2 separate regions of the Sus scrofa genome follow, and region 2 is linked to region 1. The links are chromatin contacts, called in public Hi-C maps. All regions are on one chromosome and are shown on one strand. Each heading gives the region's core, a stretch centred on a gene start, on an enhancer-like site or on the middle of the called end of the contact. The rest is flanking DNA. Distances are from core to core; before and after follow the strand shown.

The links. Hi-C and Micro-C count contacts between places; a contact is called where the count stands out from the background.
Region 2: a contact with region 1 is called in a Hi-C map of heart right ventricle, with 3 times the contacts expected there. The contact joins the promoter of NUDT18 here to the promoter of XPO7 in region 1. A contact is called at or near these places in 2 of 47 Hi-C or Micro-C datasets (embryonic fibroblasts and heart right ventricle) and 1 of 2 datasets of contacts at active chromatin or transcription factors (alveolar macrophages).

Annotation. Positions count from the first base shown.
Region 1 is chr14:6,186,708-6,189,474 of Sscrofa11.1, reverse strand. It overlaps XPO7 (exportin-7), which reads right to left and starts at 1,435. Exons shown (of 28, transcript XM_021073572.1): 1 at 1,323-1,435. The coding sequence starts at 1,340.
Region 2 is chr14:6,380,278-6,383,044 of Sscrofa11.1, reverse strand. It overlaps NUDT18 (8-oxo-dGDP phosphatase NUDT18), which reads left to right and starts at 1,333. Exons shown (of 3, transcript XM_001927480.4): 1 at 1,333-1,649; 2 at 2,571-2,767. The coding sequence starts at 1,488.

The DNA.
Region 1 (2,767 bases), core at 186-2,685:
GCTATTATTATTATCAGCTTGTAACAACTGTTAATGCTGCTTCTGAATTAGGCCACGATTCTGGCTTTAAAACACAAATCTTGTGGTTTTCCATCTGTGGTTACAATTTTTTGATATAATTCCCGTCCTGATAACTTGTACCCCTTGCTCCAAAGATTTACTCTCCTGATCCCTGGCCCGAGAATTTATTTAGCCCCTTCCCAACCAAAGAAACTGATACAAGTCACTCCACTACAGGTTCTTATAGACATAATGTTGGGAATAAGATCATCCTTTTCACGTGAGGAATGTTAACTACATAGTATGCAAAATAAGGCGACACTTGTTATTCTACTTTTTACTTCCCCCAACAGAAAACATGTACGATTACCTTGAAAATCCGAAGGTTTCAGACAATATCTGTAATAATAACTGTCATAAAAATATCAGAGGAAAAACTTTATCGAGTTTGCAAGAAATAACCCTGACCCCTCCAGCTACTATTCGGTTCAGTATGGGCTGTCTCTTCCTAAGGCCTGTGCCATATCTTTGAAGAAAAGTGGCCTGGGCCCAAAGCACGCCCGGGGCAGCTCCGGAGTCAAATCAGGACCCTCCGGAGCAACGTCGGCACCCAACGTTGCATCTCTCGCTTCAGACACACCCCCTCCACCCCGCGTTTCGGAGGAGGTGTGGGCACTCAACTCCTTCACCGGGGATAGGGGGACCGGAGGGAGGGCGGGCCCGGGCCTGAGCACCCATTTTGGAGGATTGGGGCGCTCGGCCCTGTAGGCTTATACGATCAGGAGTGGGGTGAAGGGCGCATCTGTGGGAGGAGGAAGGAGGCCGCAGGGGGGGGTCTCCAGTATTTGGGGGCGTGAAGAGGAAGGCGGCGGGAAAGACTCGGTAGGTTTATCAGCGTGAGGTATTCTTTTTGTTATTTGTTTAGGGCTGGCGGGTGTGACGGGGAAGTCCCCCTCCGGAAAGAGTGGGCAAAGGGTCTCCCTCCCTTCCCGGTCTTGGGGGGTACTGAGGACTTGCGGGAGGCCTCCCTCCAACAGAAAGACAGTCGCTGATAAGCGATGTAGGCTGTGCCCGCCGGGGCGCCGATTCCTACACCTCCAGCCCCGCGCAAGAAGCATGGGACCGGGTGGGAGGGGATGGAGGAGGCCCCCGGCCCGGGAGGCGGGAAAGGCCCCAGAGCTCCGGGACGGGCGGCGGCTCCAGAGCCCCGAGTGGCGGCGGCGCGGGTCGGGCGAGTCCCGAGCCTTCCCGAGCCCCTTGGGCCCCGTGCGCTCCCACTCCCCACTCTCCGCGGCCGCCCCCTCCCCCGTGGCTCCTCTCACCTGCACATGATCCGCCATTTTGCTCCATTCATGCTCCTCTCCGGCCCCCCTCCCCCCCAGCGCGCACCTCGGCCGGGCCGCCGCCGCCGCCGCCGTCGCCGCTGCGCCTGCGCGCTGGGGGCTTGTCGCGCTGCGCTCGCGGCGTAGCGCCGCCCGGCTGCGCAGGCCCGGGCGGCCGGGGCCGCGGTTGGAGAATGCGCAGCGCCGTTGGGACGGCGTAAAGGCGCCGCAACGTCAGCGGCCCGGAGACGCGGGGGGCGGGTAGAGGAAGGAGCGGACCCGGGGGCGCGAGGGGAGGGGGCCGGGGGGAACAAAGCTTTGTTTACATGGTTTTTAAAGGGGCCGTGCTCGCTCCGGCTGGCGGGCAAGCGCTGCCCCGGGAGTTGGAGATGCCTTCGCTCATCAGCTTGGAGAGGGCTCCTCAAGGGGCTGGGACCTGTCCCCGCCCAGACCCCTGCACCTGGCGGATTCCTGTCTTCCCGAGTGTCCTCGAACGTGCCCCCGAACGCCCCTCTCCCTCTGCCGCCGCGCCTCTGCTGTAACACCACACACCGGGGGGGTCTTCCGGTGCGCTCGCCACCTAACCCCCCACTATTTAGGACGCCTGCGTTATTCTTCGCTTTTCACTGCCTTCGGCGGCCGAAATTGTGTCTTTCTAGCTTTCCGCTCCAGTGGACAGGGGCCATTGCTCTCTGATCCTGGGTTTTACCAGCAACCCGAATCGTGATCTCCTTGTTTTCATTTCTGTCCTTTTTTTGCGGTAAACATTCATGGAAATAGCCACCAAATAGTGGCGATGTTCATGGAAACATGCAGAAGACATGGTTCTAATCTTCCCTAATAGATTGTTATCTTAACCAGTAGGCTGCCTGCTGAGAGGGGTCGGAAGCTGGGGGAGGTGATAGGGGGAGACCTAAAGGGGTTTTAGGACCCTTGGGCTCAGTCTGAGTGTGAAAGCCATCCCCTTGGGTCAGATCAGGTCAGGCCCTGCCTGCTGAGGCTAATTCCAGTCTTCCCACTAGGAATGATCTGTATCAGATAATGCCGGTTCCTGTTTTCCACTGGATTCCCCTCCGACTTCCAGTCAAGGCCCCCAATTAGATTTTAGCTGGATTCTGAAAAGTATTGGCTGTTTGAAGTTTGTATGGACTAGGAGCCACCACGGGCGACGGAAATGATGATAGTAGTGAATGACATACACTTTCCGTTGTGGATCGAGGGGACGGGTACTCAGCATTCACTTCAATCTTCCTCCTCCTCCGAGTGTGTCTTCCTGATTTAGAGGTAGAACACCTAAAAACTACATTACCCAGATTTCCTTGCAGCTAGGGTTCTGTATGCAAGTTAGGCTCTGCCAATAGAAGACTTGAGGCAGAGCTTTTTTGACTGTTGTTCCTGGCAAGCCTAGACCCTGAGATGTAGGATTTTTCTGGTTTTGTTTTCCA
Region 2 (2,767 bases), core at 84-2,583, 190 kb before region 1:
TGTGGCTGGAATTCCTGAGAGTAACATCTAGTTCATGGCAGCTCTCTAGGCACATCTTGTGAAAGTGGGTCTTTGTGTGGTAGCAACAAGTGCTGTGGCCAGAAGGTTGGTGGGCTGCCTGTTGATGGTGACCCACACTTCGCAGTCTACCGGGCTCCTCTCACGACGTCTCACCTTCCCGACAGCCCTGGGAAGGAAGAGCTGTCAGGAGCTTACTGTACAGATGAGGGAACAGGCCCACAACTTACTCAGGGCACAGATCAGCCAGGGAGCAGTGGCTGGGCATCCAGCTCCAAGTCCAATGCTTTGTCTGCTCCACCAAGCAACTGTCACCCCAAAAGGGATGTGCCCAAAGCCAGCAGAAGGGAAATGGGAGATCTCACTGGGGCTGAGCAGCTCAGAAATGGCTGGTTTCAGTTTCATGCCAGCTGGCCCTGCCTCCCTGTCCTGAGAGGAGGTTAAAGACGCTCTGAGGAGGCAAGGTCAGGCCAGGGGAGAGGCAGGAGCTCCCCAAAAAACAACCCGCACCTGGCTGTCAATGGACCAGGCCCTGTGAAAGTGTTAGGGGTGTGTGTGTGCAACAATGACAAAAGGCAGAACCCCGCCCCTGGCGGGAGAGGGCCCTGAAACTGATGATTGGGAAATGTGGCCGCCGGAGGCGAGGGACCAGGGACACTGCTGAGGGCTGATCCCAGGCCCTTTCTCTGCATCAAATCCTCGCCTCCCAGCCTCCCACCGCCAGGCACACCTTGACCTTCCCAGCTCTGCTCCCTCCCTCCTCTGAGCGCCTGTAGCAATTCCTGCCCAAACCAGTCATTTAGCACTTGGCTTATTAAGTCCATTGACTTTCCATTATATAGCTATGGCCACCTCTCCAGCTGGATCGGAATCTCCTCCAAGGCAGGAGCTCTCGTCCTCCTTGCCCCGTGACATTCTAAGCGAAGAAAGGTTATTTGGGCAGTGTCATTTCAGGTAATGCAGTGGTATGTTTATGACAAAAGCTAGCCAGTGGGTCCAAGCCGTGGGCGGACCCGGTGACAGCATCGGGCTTGTGACGTCACCGTCGCTGGCGGCTGCGGCGCTCCGCAGCCTGCGGGCAGGGTGACGTCACCGTCGGAACCCGTTCAGACAAGTGCGCGCGGGAGGAATTAGCGAGGCTGGCGGCGGGAGACGCCGGGGAGAAAGGAGGGAGCCACCGAGCGTCAGAAGCCTGCCGGGGGCCGCAGAGCGGGGGCGCGGCGCCCAGCCCCTTATGGACTGGCTCCGCCTCACAGTGACGAACACGCTCTAGCCAATCCTAGCCGGCCGCGGTGACGCGTAGCCTATCAGCGGCCAGGGCCTGCCGGGTGCTTCCGCGTTCGCGAGCGCTCTCCGCCCGAGCCCGCAGGGGGAGGGGTTGGGGGCGACGAGTCCCTTGGTCACCCACGTCCACCCTACCCTTCTCGGCGGGTCTTCGGGGCCCTCCCCATCGCCTTTTAGGGGACCCGATGGCCTCGGAAGGCCTTGCGGGGGCGCTGGCGGCCGTTCTGGGGGGCCGGGGTCTGCGGGTACAGAGCTGCGATTCGAAACCGGCCGGGGAGCCGCTGGCGCCCGTGCGGCTGCGGAAGAATGTCTGCTACGTGGTGCTGGCCGTGTTCCTCAACGAGCAGGTGAGCGTCCGCCGGTCGGGCCCACCGCCCGGACCTCCGGAGCGCGCAGCCAGCCCCGGTGGGGACCGAGGACCTACCGGCAGCAGCCACCGCTTCCTGGTGTGTGGCTCTTCCCAGTTTTGCAAAGCACTCTTACACTTATATCTGAGCCTGGTGCGGCCGAGCCCTGCAATTGTCACGAAGTACAGAGGAGGAAACTGAGGCCCAGGAGCCGTCTGTCTCATCCCACTAGGCCTCAGTTTCTTGAGGAGAGGGCTGTCTCTTCCTCCTCTTTTCCCCAGAATCTAGCAAAGTGCCCGCCGCGACGTGGTTTTTTTTTTAAAAGATCTGTCCAGTTCTTCAGAGATTCCCCCCTTGGGTCCCATGGGCAGTAACTGCACAACCTGCGCTTACACTCTGACCTTCTGACTTCCTGTGTGATGCTCATTTTGGTGTAGATCCCTGCATAAGTGGCTTGTAAAAAGAGCTAGAAGGCGTCAGGGCCATAGGTAGGAGTTCAATGGGGCCATGGTTTGGGGTGTGTTTCAAAGCTGACAGCCCAGTGTGAAGACTGGCCACAAGCAGTTTATAAACCACGAGGGAGGTGGGAGAGATCATTGACTGGTGCAGACAGAAATCATGGCGGGGCACATGGTAACAACCCTCGCTGTGAGGCCTGTTCTCTGGCCCCTGAAGCAGCTCACAGGAATCTCAGCCCCCTTCTGAAATGGAAACTTGAATACAAAGTGGGATGAATTGCAGAGACAGCTGCAATCTACCAACACACAAGGGCCAGGCCCCTGGGGAGCTCAGCAATTTCAGGGTGTCCACTAGCAGCTGTACCTGAGCTTTGATCTCGGCAAGTGAAGGTTGCTGGCTGTCCCACTCCCCTGGAGCTCCCAGCCCAGCTGTGGTGGCTAAGAATCCTCTCTCTCCCCTCAGGATGAGGTGCTACTCGTCCAGGAAGCCAAGAAAGAGTGCCGTGGGTCGTGGTACCTACCCGCGGGGAGGATGGAGCCTGGGGAGACCATCGTGGAGGCGCTGCAGCGGGAGGTGAAGGAGGAGGCTGGGCTGCACTGTGAGCCTCTGACACTGCTGTCCTTGGAGGAGCGGGGCCCCTCCTGGATCCGCTTCGTGTT